Regions from separate parts of the Hordeum vulgare genome. Here region 1 is linked to region 2. A link is a contact called in public Hi-C data. All regions are on one chromosome and are shown on one strand. Each heading gives the region's core, a stretch centred on a gene start, on an enhancer-like site or on the middle of the called end of the contact. The rest is flanking DNA. Distances are from core to core; before and after follow the strand shown.

Region 1 (2,882 bases), core at 222-2,721, 270 kb before region 2:
CTCCGCCTCGACCGCCGCCCGCTCGCCCTCGCCGCCCACGTCCTCCGCGACGTCCCCGCCGCCTGGGACCCCGCCGCCATCGCAAGGTCAGCTCCCTTCCCTCCCCTCCTCCCTTTTCCTCACCACCACCACCAGCAGTACGAAGACGGTGGCAGTGCAGTCCATGACCTTGACCGGCTCCACGGCCGCACGCAAAGCAGAGCAGTTCAGACGTCCATACCGAAACTTCTGACCGCAAACAGAAAGATAACGTGGTTCAGAGCATTATTAATCTAGTGCCGGGAAGATGCTACGACGCCCGTTTTTCTCCTCCTCTGCCCGTCTTTGTTGAACGTGCTACAAGTAGAGCATGTGGCGCCCTGGGCTCCGAACGTGTCGCCATTGACAAACCGGGGCGCGACACGACACATGCCGCCGGCCGGTTTGGTTTGTTCTTATCAGGCAGACGCGTACGAGTACTTCTCATCAGACAGTGAACTGACACTGACAGTCTCGTCGACACGAACACGACACCTTGTATGAACCATTGCACCCTTCGGATATGAACGTCAGTCACTGACGGAGCGGTTTGCGTGCGGGCATGCAGCTTCATCGACAAGTACGGGACACACGTGGTGGTGGGGCTGAGCATGGGCGGGCAGGACGTGGTGTACGTGAGGCAGCACGCGTCGTCGCCGCTGTCGCCGTCGGAGGTCAGGGGCCATCTCGACCGGCTCGGCGACCAGCTCTTCTCCGGCGCCTGCGCCGTGCCGCCTCCCCACGCCAAGTCCAGGTCCAAGCTCACCAAGACGCCGGAGGCCTTCAACGTGTTCGACGCGCAGGTGGCGCAGCAGCGGCTGCAGGGGGTCACCACCCTCGTCTCATCCAAGGAGGTACTTACAGTTATCTGGCAAGCTGCGACAAGTAGTAATATGGATCGGAGGGAATAACAAATTTACTCAGTTCAGTCGTGCCTTCTTCCTCGCGTGCGTGCAGGGAGTGACGGTGATATACTCGAAGCGGGGAGGGAACACGACGGTGAGCAGCCACGCCGAGTGGCTGCCGACGGTGCCGGCGGCGCCCGACGTGATCAACGCCAAGCTCGTGCCCATCACCTCGCTGCTCAGGGGCGTCGCCGGCACCGGCTTCCTCTCCCACGCCATCAACCTCTACCTCAGATGTGAGCGCACCTTACTTACATCTACATGCCATGCCCATGTCGATGTCACGCTCCTTTGCTTAATGCTGAGCCTAATTGAACCCAGCGTACCGTACAATGATGCAGCCGAGTAGAAGATTTTCTTTCGAGAGTTAACACTGCAAGCAAGTGCTCGTCCGTGCTTAATAGTAGTACGTGTAACAGTACATTCAAAAGTGACACGTGACCTGCCAAATGACTGTTACAGATAAGCCGCCGTTGGCTGACCTGAGGTACTTCCTGGATTTCCAGCATCACAGAATGTGGGCCCCGGTGCTCGGCGAGCTGCCCCTCGGCCCATGCTCCAACCGCCAGGGCTCCGGCCCGGCCATGCATTTCAGCCTGCTCGGCTCTAAGCTCTACGTCAGCTCCAGTCAGGTAGGAGTATTTTCAATCAGAGACCCCCCCCTCATCGTCTTCTCTCGGATTGTTCCAAGATTTTCACTGAAAGACCAAAGGATTTTCGATAATTGATGCATGATCATATGACATGACGAAAAATATATGTAATATATTAACGCAGGTGGTCGTGTCCAATTTGCCGGTCACAGGGATGAGGCTGCACCTCGAGGGCAAGAAGAACAACCGGTATATAATCAAGCCTGCCCTGCATGCTCGTGGCAATCACCCATGAATTTTGATGCAACGCGTGGCTAACCCAGTGACAACTTCGTGTATGCATCAGGCTAGGCATCCACCTGCAGCACCTGTCGGCCACCCCGACGTTCATCGCCGCCGTGCAGGCGCAGGCCGACATGGCGCCGGCGTGGCGGGGCTCCGAGTCGGTCACCGACGACCACCGCTACTACGAGCCGGTGCAGTGGCGGACGTACGCGCACGTCTGCACCGCGCCGGTCAAGTACGACCCGCGGTGGCACCGCTCCGGCGACGACGGGAGCCGCGCCGCCTACGTCGTGACCGGCGCGCAGCTGCACGTCATGGCGCACGACTCAACCACCGTGCTGCACCTCCGGCTGCTCTACTCGGAGCTCCCCGGCTACGCCGTCGTGCAGTCCAGGTGGGGGCGCGGTACGGCGAGGAGGGCGTCGGGGAAGTGGTCGTCGTCGAGCTTCCTGTCCATGCCCTTCTCGGGGTCCTCCTCGTCGTCGTCGTCCGGCGGCGGGCAGAAGCGGGGGCCGCCGCTGGTGGTGGCCAACATCAACTCCGGCGTGTTCGCGGGCGGCCCGCCCGTGCCCGTGGGCGCGCAGAAGCTGCTCAAGTTCGTGGACACCTCGCAGGTGACCATGGGCCCGCACGACAGCCCCGGGTACTGGCTCGCCACCGGCGCCAGGCTCGACGTCGACAAGGGCAAGATCTCGCTGCACGTCAAGTTCTCCCTGCTCGCCCCGTCTCCTTCCTGACAGTTCCAGAGTCTGTACAGTTCTCCTGATGCCAAATGCTAACTGACCCCTGTGATTAAGACCTGCTCCTTTTGGATTTTGGATTTGTTTGGAACCTGTAAATGCCGCTGTGCAACGAGTGTAAATTCATACTGTAAAACCAGAGGAACTATTTTGATAGTACTAGTAAGGAAAAAAGATTCATTGATACTCGTCGTACAAGCAAGCTGATAGTTGGGTCTTCCATACATTTCTGAACATGCAGTACGCATATTACCAAAAAGGCAGGGGAAAACTAGGTACGCCACAGATCATAGCACAGAAATACATTCGACGACTGCATCCAAAGACCCCCAAGGTTCGTG
Region 2 (2,700 bases), core at 169-2,668:
TAAAAAATAAACACAAGTTGATATCTAAATTATATTAACTAAATATTTTTTATTTCAAAAGAATGTTTAAAATTTGTAGAAAATTGTGTCGCAGTTGCGTGATGGTTAGCTTATGTGCGAGTGAATCCTCATGTTACCGGTTTGAACACGCCGAATGCACTTCGTATGGTTATTAGATTATTATTAGAGTTGTTGGCGTGCTATGATATATAAGGTATACATTGTTCTTTATTACTTCTTTTGATCCGCGCTGCTATGATATATAAGGTGGTCGTGCTAAGCAAATAGTAGGTACTGTTGACGTGGTTGTTATCCAAGCAAGTGACCTAGCGGTTCATCGTCGGATCGAAATCCCGGCCCCATTATTTTGCCTTTTTATTTGAGGGACTTCCTACATTAATAAAAAAGGAGCCACTAGTTTTTCTACAAATCTATCATATGAGAACATTTACAGTGGTTAACAGCGGGCCCGCGCCATGCTGGCACCGACGGATATGTATGCCGCGTACGGTGAGAGTGACTGTATTTGAAGAACCTCGCAAGTTTAGTGACCTCAAACACGTACTTTACAATTTTGTACACGAAAGTGACCGCCGCATGCAAGTTCTAACACCTCTCGTGTATTTACCTCTTTTTTAAACTGGCGCGGGTTATCTTTTACTCCTTCCGTCTCATATGTAAGATTTATTTTGACACTAGGAGTAGTAACAAGTAAAAGGTCAGCAAAAAAAAAAAAAAAAAAAAAGCCAACCCTACAAAAATGTCGATCAATAAACAATTAGGGACGTACATTTCCCCAATCCGTACGCCCGCTACGCTTGCTCGCCTACCTCAAGCAACGCCCTCTATTATTGGCAAGCAGGGGCGGAACTGAACGTGGTGTTTGGGGGTTTAGGTGAACCCCACAAAATTCAGCAAGGCACCGAATCCCATCGGACCAGCTCCGATCGATCTAATTTACACGGAGAAAACTACGATCTACCTCGCGCGCCGCGAAAGAACAAGCCAGCAGAACCGCGGACGAAGGCAGCAATCGTCAACAAATTCCGAACGATTGGGGTCCCGGCGGCTCAATGCCACGGCAAGGCGGGTACGAAACCCCAAACAACACAACGGCGACTCGAGGGAAGGGAAGGGTCCGTACGATCAGGCTAGGATCCCTTACCTTACCGGTGAAGGGAAGGAATCAGGCCGACGCCAGCAGCAGCAGGCGTGGCTATGTCCGTCGCCGTCGCCGTCGCCGCAGCAGATTGTGGCCGTGAGAAGTCGATGGATCTGGGGAGGGAGTTGGGGAAGATGAACGGGCGAAGGAGATGGGGGAGGAGTTGATGATTGCCCGATGGTTCTGTCGCGGAGGCGGAGGCGGAGGCGAGTGGAGAGGAGGAGAAAGGAGGCGGACTTGAGGTGGTCAATGTGCACGTAACATTTAAACGAACTACGGAATGGTAGCTAGGTAGGTAGGGCCGGGGGGTGCGGGGATAGAGACGGATGCGTCGAAGGTTCCTTAACTGCGCTCGGAAATCTTCACGGATGTAGGCAGGCAATCTTAGGACCACACCGTGAAGGAAAGACTGGCACCGCGAGTAAAACAGTAACAAAACTGGCTCGTTCACTTTCCATCTTTTTTTTTTTACTTTTTTTTTTGAGTTGGTAATTTCCATCTTTGTAACGTGTAAAAGAAAGTTTTTTTACCCAAAAGAACCACTTGTCCAGTGCAATTGTCAAAAACGACCATCCCAGATTAGATTGCAAATAAAACCATCTAAACCATGACGGTACACGCATCAGCCGACACGTGGCATCTGCCGCTACGAGCGGAGGCGGTGGCCCCTGCCGCCACAAGGCCAAGCGGCAGGCGCTGCATTACCGGCCTAGACAAACGGCGATGAAACGGGATCGGTGGCCCCTGCCGCCATACAACCAGGCGACAGCTATGGGCAGGTGGCCCCTGCCGCCATGCATCCAGGCGGCATGCAGATGCATGGCCTTTCCGCTCGCCATCGCGTGAGTTTTATAATGTAGAGAGAGGTGCTTTAACAATGCCGCTCATGTAGCTATCGAGCTTCCATGGTCTTTGCATATAATAATCAGCCTAAAATGTAAAAAGTAGTTGTGCATCTTTTGAGGAAACGAGCGGCCGGGCTTTCATAGCCATGCATGTGTTATTTTTTTGTTTGCTAGTGCATGTTAGTGTTGGAAACATACCCTAGAGCCAATAATAAATTGGTTATTATTATATCTCCTTGTTCATGATAATTGTCTATTGTTCATGCTATAATTGTATTAACCGAAAACCGTAATAAATGTGTGAATACATAGACCACAACATGTCCCTGGTGAGCCTCTAGTTGGCTAGCTTGTTGATCGGAAGATGGTCATGGTTCCCTGGCCATGGATATTGGATGTCGTTGATAACGGGATCACATCATTAGAAGAATGATGTGATGAAGAAGGCCCAATCCTAAGCATAGCACAAGATCGTGTAGTTCGTCTGCTAGAGCTTTTTATAATGTCAAGTATCATTTCCTTAGACCATGAGATTGTGCAACTCCCTGATACCGTAGGAGTACTTTGGGTGTATCAAACGTCACAACGTAACTGGGTGATTATAAATATGCACTACAGGTATCTCCGAAAGTGTCTGTTAGGTTTGCACGAATCGAGACTGAGATTTGTCACTCCGTTTGACGGAGAGGTATC

Evidence for each region. Hi-C and Micro-C count contacts between places; a contact is called where the count stands out from the background.
Region 1: a Hi-C map of leaf shows a contact between it and region 2, with 3 times the contacts expected there. The contact joins the enhancer-like site here to the promoter of LOC123403439 in region 2. A contact is called at or near these places in 3 of 6 Hi-C or Micro-C datasets (leaf and seedling).

What each region holds. Positions count from the first base shown.
Region 1 is chr6H:496,046,255-496,049,136 of MorexV3_pseudomolecules_assembly, reverse strand. LOC123401198 (probable RNA-dependent RNA polymerase 1) reads right to left here. Exons shown (of 5, transcript XM_045094933.1): 5 at 2,705-2,882. LOC123401199 (MACPF domain-containing protein At1g14780-like) reads left to right here. Exons shown (of 7, transcript XM_045094935.1): 2 at 1-86; 3 at 587-872; 4 at 976-1,159; 5 at 1,386-1,555; 6 at 1,701-1,765; 7 at 1,863-2,729. The coding sequence ends at 2,538. Among protein-coding and RNA genes, the nearest start is that of LOC123401199, 3.6 kb to the left of the region's middle. Within about 2 kb of position 1,471, at least 3 of the 3 cell types and tissues checked have open chromatin away from gene starts, as enhancers often do. A contact at or near this core is called in leaf and seedling, where this site is marked.
Region 2 is chr6H:495,771,616-495,774,315 of MorexV3_pseudomolecules_assembly, reverse strand. It overlaps LOC123403439 (probable RNA-dependent RNA polymerase 1), which reads right to left and starts at 1,418. Exons shown (of 5, transcript XM_045097379.1): 1 at 1,171-1,418.